3 separate regions of the Danio rerio genome follow, and all the other regions are linked to region 3. The links are chromatin contacts, called in public HiCAR-type and Micro-C maps. All regions are on one chromosome and are shown on one strand. The core of a region is the stretch at or near the end of the contact, and the rest is flanking DNA. Distances in the headings are between cores, read along the strand shown.

What was found. A called contact is a pair of places that touch in the nucleus more often than the background predicts. HiCAR-type assays count read pairs that join an accessible place to other places.
Region 1: a Micro-C map of caudal fin shows a contact between it and region 3, with 16 times the contacts expected there. The contact joins the promoter of ttc23 here to the promoter of fam169b in region 3. A contact is called at or near these places in 8 of 18 Hi-C or Micro-C datasets (caudal fin, embryo, fin fibroblasts and 2 more) and 3 of 4 datasets of contacts at active chromatin or transcription factors (caudal fin, embryo and gastrula embryo).
Region 2: a contact with region 3 is called in a HiCAR-type map of caudal fin, with 16 times the contacts expected there. The contact joins the enhancer-like site here to the promoter of fam169b in region 3. A contact is called at or near these places in 4 of 18 Hi-C or Micro-C datasets (caudal fin, embryo, hematopoietic stem cells and 1 more) and 3 of 4 datasets of contacts at active chromatin or transcription factors (caudal fin, embryo and pancreas).

Annotation. Positions count from the first base shown.
Region 1 is chr18:22,211,940-22,216,749 of GRCz12tu, forward strand. It overlaps ttc23 (tetratricopeptide repeat domain 23), which reads left to right and starts at 2,315. Exons shown (of 11, transcript XM_073930314.1): 1 at 2,315-2,565; 2 at 3,358-3,529; 3 at 3,751-3,874. The coding sequence starts at 2,492.
Region 2 is chr18:22,272,582-22,277,114 of GRCz12tu, forward strand. All of the region lies in intron 4 of pgpep1l (pyroglutamyl-peptidase I like), which reads left to right. The region is part of intron 20 of igf1ra (insulin-like growth factor 1a receptor); the gene reads right to left. Among named protein-coding and RNA genes, the nearest start is that of synm, 17 kb to the left of the region's middle. Within about 2 kb of position 3,095, at least 10 of the 62 cell types and tissues checked have an H3K27ac peak or open chromatin away from gene starts, as enhancers often do. A contact at or near this core is called in caudal fin and pancreas, where this site is marked.
Region 3 is chr18:22,445,563-22,450,334 of GRCz12tu, forward strand. It overlaps fam169b (family with sequence similarity 169 member B), which reads left to right and starts at 3,497. Exons shown (of 9, transcript NM_001386842.1): 1 at 3,497-3,606; 2 at 3,864-3,985. The coding sequence starts at 3,525.

The sequences.
Region 1 (4,810 bases), core at 1,065-3,564, 230 kb before region 3:
CTGAAAAGGCATCCGCTGTGTAAAAACATATGCTGGATAGGTTGGCGGTTCATTCCGCTGTGGTGACTCCTGATAACAGTTTTTCTCAGTCGCTTTGGTGCATTTCTCACAACACTATTTACATTTGCACAGCAGTCAATGCATTTCTCAAAACAATTAGTACAAATTGCAAAACCTAGCTGATAACCTGCATTATTCCTCAAAAGCAAGTATTCCAGTCAAATGGCTTTATCATGTTTGCATTATGACAGTGTACTCTGCACATTTTTTTCTAGTGCAAAAAAAGTCAGATTTTGGTGACACTTCCTGAAAATGCTCAAGACAGCACTATATACTATTTGTACAGCCATTTGAAAACTGCAGTAAAGTTAGACATCACTGCATTTAGTGAGGTATCTGAGTACAAGACACTGAAAATGTAGGTTTCACATTTTTACTGCATTTGCTCTTTGAAATTCTAAACTATTCACAGCAATATGCAAAAGAATAAACACAGCCTTATTTACAACAAACATAAACTTCCTTTGGGTAGAGCTGTGCACAACTGTAAACAATTTAGCAGTACATATTGGAACTGAACTTTCAACATACACAGGTCTGTAAATCATTCATGAAATTGTTCAGTTTAGAAGACATTTTCAAGAAAAAAAATTACAATTTTTATAAATTATTTTAACAGATTTTGACAACTAGTTCAACATTTTTGTATGTAATGACTCGAGTAATGAAATGAGGTCTATTAGTTTAATATGGAATGACTATTCAGCATTCACAGGTTTAGTTCATTTTGACTGACATGACATAAGCAAATGATGATTTTATAAAATAGCAGAGAGTTGTATAAGCAATTAATGCATGTCCAAATGCATCTGCAATTTGTTGAAAATAATGAGAAACTACTATGAAACTACTATGCTACTATGATGTGCACAAATGACTAATTGTTTTGAGAAATGCATTAACTGTTGTGCAAATGTAAATAGTGTTGTGAGAAATGCACAAAAGCCACTGGGAAAAACTGTAATATCTTAAATGAATTGCTCACTGTCCTTAAATGTTTCAGTCTTAAATATTTTTTAAGTGGTATTAAACCCTCAAGACGACTGAATGCTCAAGGTTGTAATTGGATACCTTTGTTGTTTTGCAGGCTATATAAGACCTGTTCATAATGCACTGCATGTCAGCTACCCACAATGTGGGCTTATGATAATGTGGTTCATGTTTTTTTCAAAATAGATGGCCATTTGCAATACATATACTCAGCAATGGGGTTTTAGTTTATTTATAGGCTACACAATCCCATTGAAATCCAATTTATTATCAGAATCAGAAAGAGCTGTATTGGGATGTTTACACATACAAGCAACTTGTATTCATGTATTCTGTTTCCATAGTTCAACAGAATGAGAGTACTGGACAAAAAAAATCACAGATAATAAAGGCATTAAGAAAGAAAGTAGTAAATAGAGAATAAAAATATTTTACAAAATTGAAAAATGTATGAACAGGTATATCACTATATACAATATTGTCTGTAATTTATTTATGTATAATTTAAAGTATTTATAATAAACTCTGCTGTCAACATGCATAAACGGTTTTTCTTTCTGCCATAAATATAAATGGATAACCTAACTATAGGTAACCTAATAAAGTCCTTCAGGTTAGCACTCCCTCGGTTAACAATTTAGCAATTTTACTAAAAACTATTAACAAAGACGCTGAGCGGTGTGGTGGCTTTGAATTAGGTAAGCTAAATTGTCCATAGTGTATGTGTGTGAATGAGAGTGTATGAATGTTTCCCAGTACTGTGTTGCAGCTCGAAAGGCATCCTCTGTGTTAAACATATGCTGGATAAGTTGGCAGTCCATTCCGCTGTGGCGACCCCTGATTAATAAAGGGACTAAGCCGAAAAGAAAATTAATGAATGAATTAACAAAGACTATAGGACACTTAATATTTAGTAGGCTACTTAAATGGGACCTTTTTTCTATAAATGCAGTATTATTGTAAATGTTAAAAATTTGATAAACGCATAAGATATTGAATTAGATAATCATAAATTATTACTATTTTTACGAGGTACTACATTTTAAATATTCAATTATAAATGAGCAATTTCCAACATGTACATTATTGGAAAGATTTAAAATACTTCTGAAGAAATTTACTGCTAAAAATATAAAGGTTCAGATGTATGTAAGAACAGAAGCATTATGGCGTTAAAATGCTCAATTATTATTTATCAATGTAGTGACTTGAGAGTCACATGACCCGCCCATGTGTAGGAATCAGCCAATCACAGCGTTTGTTTGGGTTTCGTGATAGTCGTTTCTCGGTTGCACAGGCACAGCTCTGACTTCCAGTGTGCCTGAAAAGATCGTTGCAGTCTTTGAAGAGCAATATAAAAGAGAAATCATTCTTACCATCAATCAAAAGCCGGCTTGTACTGTAATTTGACTGCTCAGTGTCATTTGCCTTCGCCATTAAAATGAGCCTGGCACCGCACAGCGGACCGTTTGGCGCATCACAGCAGGACTGCTCAGTCACTGCGCTGGATGAATCGTATGTATTCATTTTTCTAATAGTTCAGTCAAAAACGGAACATTCTCTTATTATTTTCTCTTTCTAGTCGTTTAAAACCAGTTTGACATTATTTGGTCTGTGGGAAAACAAAATGAGGGGTCAGAATGAGATTGTTAGGGACTCCTCAGCTCTCAGCTCAACTCCTACTCTGACCAATTTCTCATTCAGATGCAGAAGTGCCATCTGAAATTGTCTTCTAAAACACACTTTTTCTTTTAGTTTTCTGTATGTAGGTTTTGTGATTTCACTTTAATAGCAGAGAATAGATTTTTTATTATCTTTAAAAAGTGAATTAGGTTTACAGAAACATGAGAGGCTGTGGTAATATATAGAGGTAAAGTTGGTTTTATATTCGCACATTCAGACTTTCCCCTTAATAATAAAAATTTATAAAAGTATTATTTGCAAACTCTAAACAGTGAAATCATATTACCCGCCAATGACTATCAAAGTACAACATTGTTCACAGTCAAACAAACAGTGTTAATGTTGTTTTCAAGTCACACTTGCATGCTAATTCCAATCGAATATTCAAAGTAACATGGTAAACAGTATAGAGACTTCTAAATGAATGAATATGTGAATATAAAATCAACTTTAACTTTACCGCTATTGGAAATATGCATTTTAGAAGAAAAAAATCAAATGGTACTTAATTTTTTTTTTTACATCCGAACTCCATGCAGTGAAAGGGGGATGTTTCTCAACACCTAATATTGTAGGTATAATTCATCATGTTTTGAAAAACTGCTTAGCTCAGAACTTTTGCAGATTCACCAGCTTCAACATGAGCAGCAGTGGCAGTTCTGGAGAATACCTTCAGGAAGCAGATTCAACAATAATCTCACAGAAAGAAGATGGAAAGAATTACAGCATGATTACTCCTGCAGAGAAACTATCTCTTTGTGAGAGACGGGCTCATTCTTTTGCTGATAGTGAAGAGGTATGCATAGAATAATACTGTGCTCTGCAATATATAAATTATGCGTTAGGTAACCATATTAGTCCCACAGCATATCAATAATACATTATCATAATAAAAAAAATCACACCAGGCATGTTCACAATAATGTATTCTCTCTATCTCTTTTAAATACTTCTATAGAATCATGGTATTTTCATTTGTCTAGTAGTTGATTGTTTGATATTTGTTTGACCTTGCAGTATGACCCATGTATCCAAGAGCTTATCCGCTGCCTGGCACTGAGCAGACTGGTTTATGGAAATGAGCATTTTGCAGTGGCCCAAGCCCAGTCAAGACTAGCTAAAGCTTACTTGCAATACAAAGGTAAAATTATTAAAGGGACAGTTCACCCCAAAAAATTGCTGTTTATTTTATCTCAGGTCCTTTGATTACACAGTTGTTTCAGCACGGACAAATGGAAAATCTACTATTTTAAAATTGCAAGAACGAGTTATCTAAATTTGTTAATGTGTGATGATTTTGGCTTTGAATTAATATTATTTGTTTGTGCGTAAATTTGATTAATATTGGTTTTATATATTCTGAAGTGATTTACCTGATTTAAATGTTATTATATCTTACGTTATTTATATCTTACTTATAGTCTTTATATTTATATATTATATGGAAACTAATTTTATATTTTATCACCTGTTGATTGCATTGTAAAGTGTTTTAATATGTATTGTGCCTGGGCCTGGAAATATAAGTGTGTTTGGTTTATGCGTTGAGCAAAAATATGTTGAAGTTAAAGCTTGTTTGCTTTGTTTCTGTTTTTTCCCCCTTTTTAATGCATTGATTTAGAACATTTGATTTTGGTTTACTTGATTTATTCATACATTTGTTGAATAGTAATTTTTTTCATAAATGAAATTATTTTAATAACTGTAGTGGGGTTTTCTAACCCTGGCGTCCAACCCATTTTATTAGCCAAATAAATACCGCTACAACATTAGTATCTGTCATGACTGCTGTTTAGACTATTGAGAAAATACACAACTGATTATTAGCCAAGGCTGCGGATTGAAGATAATAATGTTGTAAAAATGTACAGTTCCTTGCATCATTTAGCTTCATTAGTGTTTTTTCACTCAATTTACTGATAGCTGTTGACTTGCATTTTATGAATTACTAAAGATTACGCTTTCAGCTGAAATCTTTTTTCATGTTCTACTGAAGAAAAATAGCATTTTTTACATGAGTGTGAGTAAATTAATAGCCAAAAAAAGTCTGAACCTTTATTTATGTAATGCATTTAAA
Region 2 (4,533 bases), core at 1,845-4,344, 170 kb before region 3:
TAGAAATTATAGTAATTCTTAAAAATAAGCCAGCAGACAGATGAAGGTAAGGGGGAAAAAAAGGAAACATCATACCTATAAGTATCAATATTGGTGCACAATTAGTCATATAGTCTCTGGAAAGGCACACAAAACTAAATATATATTTTCCTAATCATAGCACATTCCTATAATATAAACATGTGATAAAAAAAGAATATTAGAACACAACAAAAGAAAATTTGAAAAACAACAACAAAAGTAACAAATAAATAACACAAGACCCTTCCCTAAACCTCTGACAAACCTCCTCCACAAAAAACAAAAAAAATCTAATTAAACAAACGAAACCATTTCTCTCACATGTTAGGGCAGGTGATCTATAAAAGGAGATCGTATATTTTGAAAACTCTGAAACTATGTTTGAAACTATGTTATCATTAAGCACAGCTGCAAGCCTCCTGTGGGGCAAAACTGCAAAAATCTCTCTGTACCATTGTGTCACAGTGGGGGGACTGTTTCGTATTCATCTAATAAGGATGCGTTTTCTTGCCACAAGTAGCAGTTTATCAAACAATGTTTAACCTTTTGTGTCAAGGGTCATTGACAATGCTTGTGTTTTAGAGGGAGTGCCAAAAGAAAAAGACTGGGATCTTTTTTTTTTATTTGATCTTAAAAATCGTGCTAATTTCATACGCAACAAAGTTCCAGAATCTTGAAATGAGTTTGCTCTTCCAGAAGCAATGAAAGTATGTCCCAAGCTCTGTATGACACTTAACACAAAGAGCTGGTATAAACAGAGATTTTTATCCTGGTACATACACCGGTGTCGCAGGTCGGTGGCTGTCCAAGGTGCCCAGCTACAACTCGGGACACTTCATATTTCTGCTGTGCCACAGAGCACCATCTAATTAGTTTCCTTTTAAATAACATGATATTGTGCATGGGGCAGCGCAGCGGGTTGCGATGTTGTCTCACAGCAAGAAGGTCACTGGTTTGAGTCTCGGCTTGCTCAATTTGCATTTCTGTGTGGAGTTTGCGTGTTCTCCCCATGTTCGCATGGGTTTCCTCCAGGTGCTCCGGTTTCCAGCACAGTCCTAGTGAACTGGGTAGGCTAAATTGTCTGTAGTGTATGTGTGTGAATGAGATTGTATGGGTGTTTTCCTGAGATGGGTTGCAGCTGGAAGGGCATCTGCTGCATAAAACATATGCTTTGTAAATTAGCGGTTCATTCTGCTGTGGCGACTTCTGATTAATTGAGGGACTAAGCCAAAAAGAAAATGAATGAGAATGTGCGTGTCTGGTGTGCAATACCTGTAACTGTCATGAGCGCATCGTGGTGCGTCTGTTGTGCGATCCCCTTTTAGGAGTCAGTTCATTTTAGTAAATCACAAAAATTCAATGGAGCAAGAACACGTTACTCCTTTGAGCCATTTCAGTAGTAGACAATGTGATAAGGATATTCAGATTCTCTTGTTGTTTTTAGTGAATAAAAAAGATTAAACTACACTTTTGAGCCAGTTCATTTTCAGGAATACACAATCTAAACAGTGTTATCAGTTTCAAATCACTCTTTTGAGACAGTTCTTATTAGTAAATCAAATACACACAGTTCAAGTCATAATTATTAGCCCACCTTTGATTTTTTTTTCCTTTTTTAAATATTTCCCAAATGATGTTTAACAGAGCAAGGAATTATTCACACTGTCTGATGATATTTTTCCTTTTGGGGAAAGTCTTATTTGTTTTATTTTGACTAGAATAAAAGCAGTTTTTCATTTTTTAAAAACCATTTTAAGGTCAAAATTATTAGCCCCTTTAAGCTATATATTTTTTTCGATAGTCTACTGAACAAACCATCATTATACAATAACTTGCCTAATTATCCTAACCTGCCTAGTTAACCTAATTAAGACATTTAAAAGTCACATTAAGCTGTATAGAAGTGTCTTGAAAAATATCTAGTCAAATATTATTCACTGTCATCATGGCAAAGGTAAAATAAATCAGTTATTAGAAATGAGTTATTAAGAAATTAGTTTAAAAAAAATCTCTCTGTTAAACAAAAATTGGGGAAAAAAATAAACAGGGGGCTGATAATTCAAGGAGACTAATAATTCTGATGTAAACAGCATCTCCTTAGAGCCCAGTGTGACCAGTTAAAAAAACAGCAATGTTTTGGAGTCTGTATTGAAATATTATTAACTAAAACTACTCAGAATTGCTATTTGTAGTTTTGCAATAAATCTCAAATAAAGAAATAGCACTGAAAAACTTGAATGCAATTTAAAAGTGTTGCCTTGACCCTAGCTAAGGTTAGTATAATTATTAAAATGTCAAATTAAAGTTAAACAGAATCATTTAATAAAATAACAAAAGCTAAAGCATAACACCAAAATCAAAAAAGAAAACAAAAAAAAATTAAAATAAATGCATATTCAAAATGTTAAAGGGGCAAATTAGGTGACATTTCTCTCTTTATATAAATAATATGATCATTTAAAATGCAATTCATATTTTATAACATGTACAAATCTGATATACTGCAGTGCAAACAGCATTATAATGTCTATGAACTCCTGGTGTTTGGCACTCATCAACAGGTGGCAGTGTTCACTAGAGCTGGAGCAGAGCAGAGCAGATTGTTGTTGAAAACACAGCTTCTAGAACATTTTGTGGTTGGACAGTACACTACGCCAGCACTACTGTCCTAAACACTCCATAAACCTGTCTCATGTAAACAGCTGGGAACACACAAGCAGCAGCAAAAAAAGAAGAAAAAAATCCAAAACAAAAATAAAAATCACCAAACCCATTATCACAACAGTTTGGTGTGGTACTGTTCCACCACATCATGGTAAAATGCACAAACAAGCTAAGAATAGCGTCAGCTCTCACTGGCCCACTGAAATACATTTTCAGTGACCTCCAGCCGCAGGTTCAGAGTGGAGCTTCTCAGCACAAAACACACAGGCAAAGACATTCCACAGTATCAAATACTGCACCAGAGCTTTCTCTGACGAATGTTAGGCGCTAACGGAAAGTTACACTGTTCTGTGGGTTAACCTCCTCAGCCATTGCTTAAAAACAAAGTATTTTTTTTTTCTGGACAGAGGCCTGGCGTACGTGAGTAACCTGCCTGTTTTGCGTTGGTTGGAGCACAAATTCATAGCAGAGTCCATCTGTCATGACTCACTGAAGCAAATTCAATCCCAATCAGAAAACGTGATAAATCCTGCCCTGCTGTTTGCACTGATCTCTTTTCCAAAACCCACCGAGCTACTGTCCTGCCTTCTAAAGCAGATCCTGACTGAAAAGACAGCTCACAACTTACTGATATTCAGAGTGGAGTGATCTACACAAGTAAACATCTCCACAAATAGCACTTGTGGAAAACTGCATTCAATATCAATACCAAAAAAGTTTTACGTTAGCATGTTGCTAAGCTAAAGGTGCTAAAGGTGAGATATACAGCACTAGCCATAAAACAAACATCACCCTATTTTGACTACCTTTGGTACTTCTCTTATGTTTAATAATTCACATATTTCTTGATCATACATGTTATTTCATCAAGCTTGAATTCTCACAATGGTTTCTAGGACTGTCTGTTCTTTAAAAGATACAGTACGTGCAATGCTACTAACTTTAAACAGAAAATACATTTATAATACAAAAGATTTCTATTTAAAATGAATATAATACATTTTATTATAATAAATACATATTGTAATATTAATCCAATATAATACAATGTTTCACAGTACTGGCTTGGGGCTGGAAGGGCATCCGCTGTGCAAAACATGTACGGTAATAGTTGGCGGTTCATTCCGCTGTGGTGACCCCTGATAAATAAGGGACTATAAGCTAAAGAAAAATGAATAAATAAATAATACAATGTTAGAATGATTTCTGAATCTGTCATTATGGCTGCTGAAAATTGAGTTTTGCCAACACATAAATAAATAACATGTTAAAATACACTCACTTGCCACTTTATTAGGTACACCTTACTAGTACTAGGTTGAACCAATTTTGCTTTTAGAACTGCCTTAATTCTTTGTGGCATAGATTCAACAAGGTACTGGAAATATTCCTCAGAGATTTTGCTCCATATTGACGTGATAGCATCACGCAGTTGCTGCAGATTTCTCAGCTGCACAATCATGATGCGAATCACCAGTCCACATCCCAAAGGCGCTCTATTGGGTTGAGATCTGGTGACTGTGGAGTCCATTGGATTACAGTGAACTCATTGTCATATTCAAGAAACCAGTCTGAGATGATTTGCGCTTTATGACAAGGTGTGTTATCCTGCTGGAAGTAGCCATTAGAAGATGGGTACACTGTGGTCATAAAGGGATGGATATGGTCAGCAAAGATACTCAGGTAGGCTGTGGCGTGGACACGATGCTCAATTGGTACTAATTGGCCCAAAGTGTGCCAAGAAAATATCCTCCACACCCTTTCACCATCACCACCACCAGACTGAACCGTTGATACAAGGCAGGATGGATCTAAGCTTTCATGTTGCCAAATTTGGACCCGACCATC
Region 3 (4,772 bases), core at 2,247-4,746:
GTTTACAAATTAATCAAACAAACATAATCCTGTTGCACTACTACACTTGATTTTGATTTTATTGTAAAAAAAAAAAAAAAAAAGAGAATAGAATAGAAAACGTTTAATGAGAATCTGAAATATTTTATGGCATACTTCAATAATAAAGATGTTTTAGTATTCAGAAATGTTATATTTTGTCTTACACTTCATATTGTTTTTTGTTTTTCATAATATATGTAATAATTCCAGTACTTTAAACCAGGGGTTCCCAAACTTTTCAGCCCGCGACCCCCAAAATAACAATGCCAGTGACTCGCGACCCCCAATATCCTCTGAGGTGGTTATAAATACAGAAACCTTGCATGCAATGACACAGACACACCAATTAAATTTGTGTCAGTGCTTTAAATGTGCCAGAAAGTATAACCTGATGTTATAAAATCAAAATGCATCTGACGCTATTGCTGTCTTTAATACAATGTAATTACCCCAGGGGTCGCAATCCAATAGAACTAGTAACTATAAGCTACTATAGTAACTATATAGTATATAGTAACTATAAACGATTATTTTTATTTTCAGTATAGTTATGGATAAAATATGTGAATTCCTATAGTTTAATAAAAATAAATAAATAGATTTTTGGAAATCACCAGGCGACCCCCCTTCATTGCCCCGCGACCCCTCGGGGGGTCCCGACCCCCACTTTGAGAACCACTGCTTTAAACTGACATATCTACCATATGGTAGAGGTTGATATTTTAGAATTATGGGATGTGTTGAAAAATAATCCACTAAGTGTGTTAACTAGCGACATTAGGAGTTAAGAAATACAATAGACATTTTTTTTCTTAGTGGGGCACTTAAAGGGTTAAACATTATGTGTCAGGAACAGTCAGTTTGGTCTTTTTTGCATTGGAACTAAAATATTTTTTTCTACCTTAAAAGCTTAATAACTAAATACCATATTGTAACGAACCGAAGAAGCCAGGAAGAATTTAACAGTCCAAGCTCGTCTTTTAATATACTTTTGCACGTTGCAGACAGAGTAATCCTTGTGTTCGTTGGAAAACCCACAGTGTCACACACTCAAAAAAGAACATACCTGTCTCATTCAATCGGAAAACCCCTCCCTCCCTCTCGAGTGCGCAGACTCGCTTTTTCCCAAAATCTCCCAAGAAAACCCTTACAACCCCACATTGCAAATACAGATACACTTCAAAATAGAACACAGGAACTATCATGAACCTTTTTTTTATCATGCTACAATTTGTACAGGGGTGAATTTAATGATTTTGAGGCCCTAAGCAGTTTCAGTGATGGTTCTAAAATTGACCTTTTGTACAGTGACCTTCCATACGTCATCGTACTTTTGTACTTAAATTTTTAAATTTTTAAATTTTTTTGCTTTCCTTATATCATTTGATCTCATTTTTTGCATTTTATCTTAATGCAAAATAATAATACGATGTAAAACATCTCTTGAAACTATTCAATAACTATATGTTTCTAAATTCTATAACTATGTGTTTTCTTAAGATGAATTCACAACTAAAAATAATAAATTAATAATTTTGTTTTAAAAACTAAATCTTTACTGTTTTGACTGCTGGACTGGTCGATGACTCAAGGTGGGGGACGCTCACCGTGCAAAATATGATAGAAAACAATGTTATATATAATTTAAGTATCATTCATTCCTTCATATTCTTTTTGGCTTAGTCTTTTTATTAATCTGGGGTCGCCACAGCCGAATGAATCGCCAACTTATCCAGCACATGTTTCATGCAGCGGATGCCCTTCCAGCTGCATCCCATCACTGGGTAACACCCATACACTCTCATTCACAAACATACACTACGGGCAATTTAGCCTGCCCAATTCACCTGTACCGCATGTCTTTGGACTGTGGGGGAAACCGGAGCACCCAGAGAAAACCCACATAAGCGGGGAGAACATGCAAACTCCACAGAGAAATACCAACTGACCCCGTGAGGCGACAGCACTATCTACTGTGCCATCGTGTCGCTCAGTATTATTTATACTTAGGTATTTATTTGGGAGCCCTCAGATTTCCTGGGGCCCTAAGCGACTACTGGCCTTGCTTATTAATTAATCCACCTCTGCATATTTATACACTAAATATGTAAACATACGTTAGAATAAAATCAGTAAAAACACTTTTTTATAAGGGAAAGAACAAATATTACAGATATATGCATGTCTGTCAAGGGGACAAAATAGTAGAATAGTAATTTTCTCACTTCTCAAATTTCAAAGTTAACATTTTAATAAGGGACCAACAAATATTTCAATTAAAAATATGCAATCCTTGAAACAGTTGTATGAATGTATGATATACAGTTGATACACAAATAAATGGGTTATTTTATGCTGTCTGTCTGTTTCACGGTTATGAAAAATGCTAGAATAAACCCAAGCTCATGGATGTTATACAATTATGTATAATTACAAAAATGAGGTGTTATGCTTTATGAAATAGCCTACTTCAAGTTTCTATAAACTAATGTAAAGTACAGCGTGAAGTAATTTTATGCAATATGTAACAGGAGGTCTGTGTTTATGTATCCTAAAAGAACCTTTGTCAAAAAAATCATTCAGTTTTTAAAAAAGTGGAATTTCACTTTGTCTTATAGGATTTAAAAATGTAAATGGACATTCATAATTTTTAAATGGATTTCCACTTTGTCTTATAAGATTTTAAAATCCTTATGGGCATTATGACTCCTATAGGTCCTTCAGGATCTGATTTTGATTTTTTAAATTATTAGACACTGTGTTTTTTCTTTTCTTTTTTTTTTAAATGGAATTTCACTTTGTTCTATAGGATATTTTTGATTCTATCAATTAATTATTTTTAGATTACTATAGTAAAGGAGGTTTTTTATTTTTTCCAAAGACCTGTGATTTTTCTTAAAGTAATGACTATAATATAAAGATATAAAAAATAGATAATTATAATAAACATTTCAAGTCAAATTACCAAATATAACAATAGTACATACATTTAGTTAATTTGTCATTTATTTAATCATTCTAATCAGTCTTGCTAATAACAAAAAGAAATAAAATAACAGCAAAAAACAAACAAACAAACAAACAAACAAACAAACAAACAAACAAACAAACAAACAAACAAACACTTTACCTAAAATTAAAATTGTACTTACCTTTGGGGCATCCAGGATAGATTTTTTACATTAGTACATGCTCATGATCATTTTCTGATGCTGTCTATTAAAGATAACATTGTTATAAATTATGTTCACTTGCATAGACCTATCGTTTTAATTTATAAATCTTCAATATTTTGAGTTATTCTCTTTGTATATGTGTATTCACCTGTATATGTTTTTTTTTTACTTTCATAGTGCCAGTAACGTTACCCATTGTATTTTAAATCATGCAAATCTTGTAAAAACCTCACCTGAATAAATATTATAGTGTGAAATATCCTAAACCCTCTGCAGTTTTAAAAAATTCATGAATGATTTCTTCTCTTTAGCTTTCAGAAACCCTAGATGGCGCTGTTCTATTTCGAAACATTCAAAGGTCGAACTACCAAAATGGAATCCAGCTCTAAACTGGAGAATAGTGGTGAAGGTAAGAGCAGACATACAGCATTTCCTCAGTTAATTACCCAAGTATTATCAAATTTCTGTATGTTTAATGGGAGCTTTTAAAAAAGTTGTTTTTCATGTAAACAAAATCGCGCAACTGTTCAGCTACGTCACTCAGACAGTTGATAGGTCACAGAAGCGCCGTCAATAAAATCTTACTATACGAAAAACATTGACATAAAGCCATCATGGACCTTAAAGCTTGAGTTATTTACTGTTTAAACAAATGTGGTTTTCTAGTGAAACCCTATCCTGTGGATCTACCTGTGGAGAATTATGGAGAGCTGAGCGTAGGATATGACGACCTGTCCAGTGTCCATTCAAGAGATGCCACACATATTACCCACACTAATGGAGAGAAAGTGAGAACAAATACAATAGCCTACCATTCAATACAAAAAAATAGTTATACCCTAAATCTTATTGGTTTTAATAGCTTATTGGTTTTACACATAAATTATTTACCCAAAATCTGAAAATGTATTTTATAAGGTCTGCAAACAGAATCATTTTGTTTGTTTGTTTGTTTTATTGCGCTATTAAGGCAGGATTTTTTTTGCATAATTAATAAATTAATTAATAACTAAAAAGAAAAAAATCTTTGGATTTATGAGGAATGTTTTTTCACAGTGCAAAGGATGAAAAAATAACAATTCAAATAAAAAAATCTTTGAAACTTTACAACTTTTTTCCTGGTTTCTCATGTAATGGAGTGAAAATATTACATAACAAATTGTGTTTTACACAAATAATCTAAACATTTGCATATTGTCCAATAGCATAACTGAAATATATATGTATAAAACAAATAAATATGCATACATTTACACCCACTTACATAAATAAATTAAGTGACAGCATCAACCATCTGCGGAAATAGGCAAGCACAGATTCAATGTGGTCCTATTTACTATTCACACACCATCAAGTTTTTTTATTCTTGTATGTGTTTCTGTTTTTCTGCTGAACACAAAAGAAGATATTTTGTAGCATGTTGTTAACTAAAATGTTTGATGGCCCCCACTGACCTCTATATATATCGGCAAAAATAATATGGAAGTCAATAAGGACCAACTGTTTAATTACTTACATGTTTGGAAGAAACAGAGTGTGTGTAAATGATGACATAATTTAAATTCCTCATTAAAG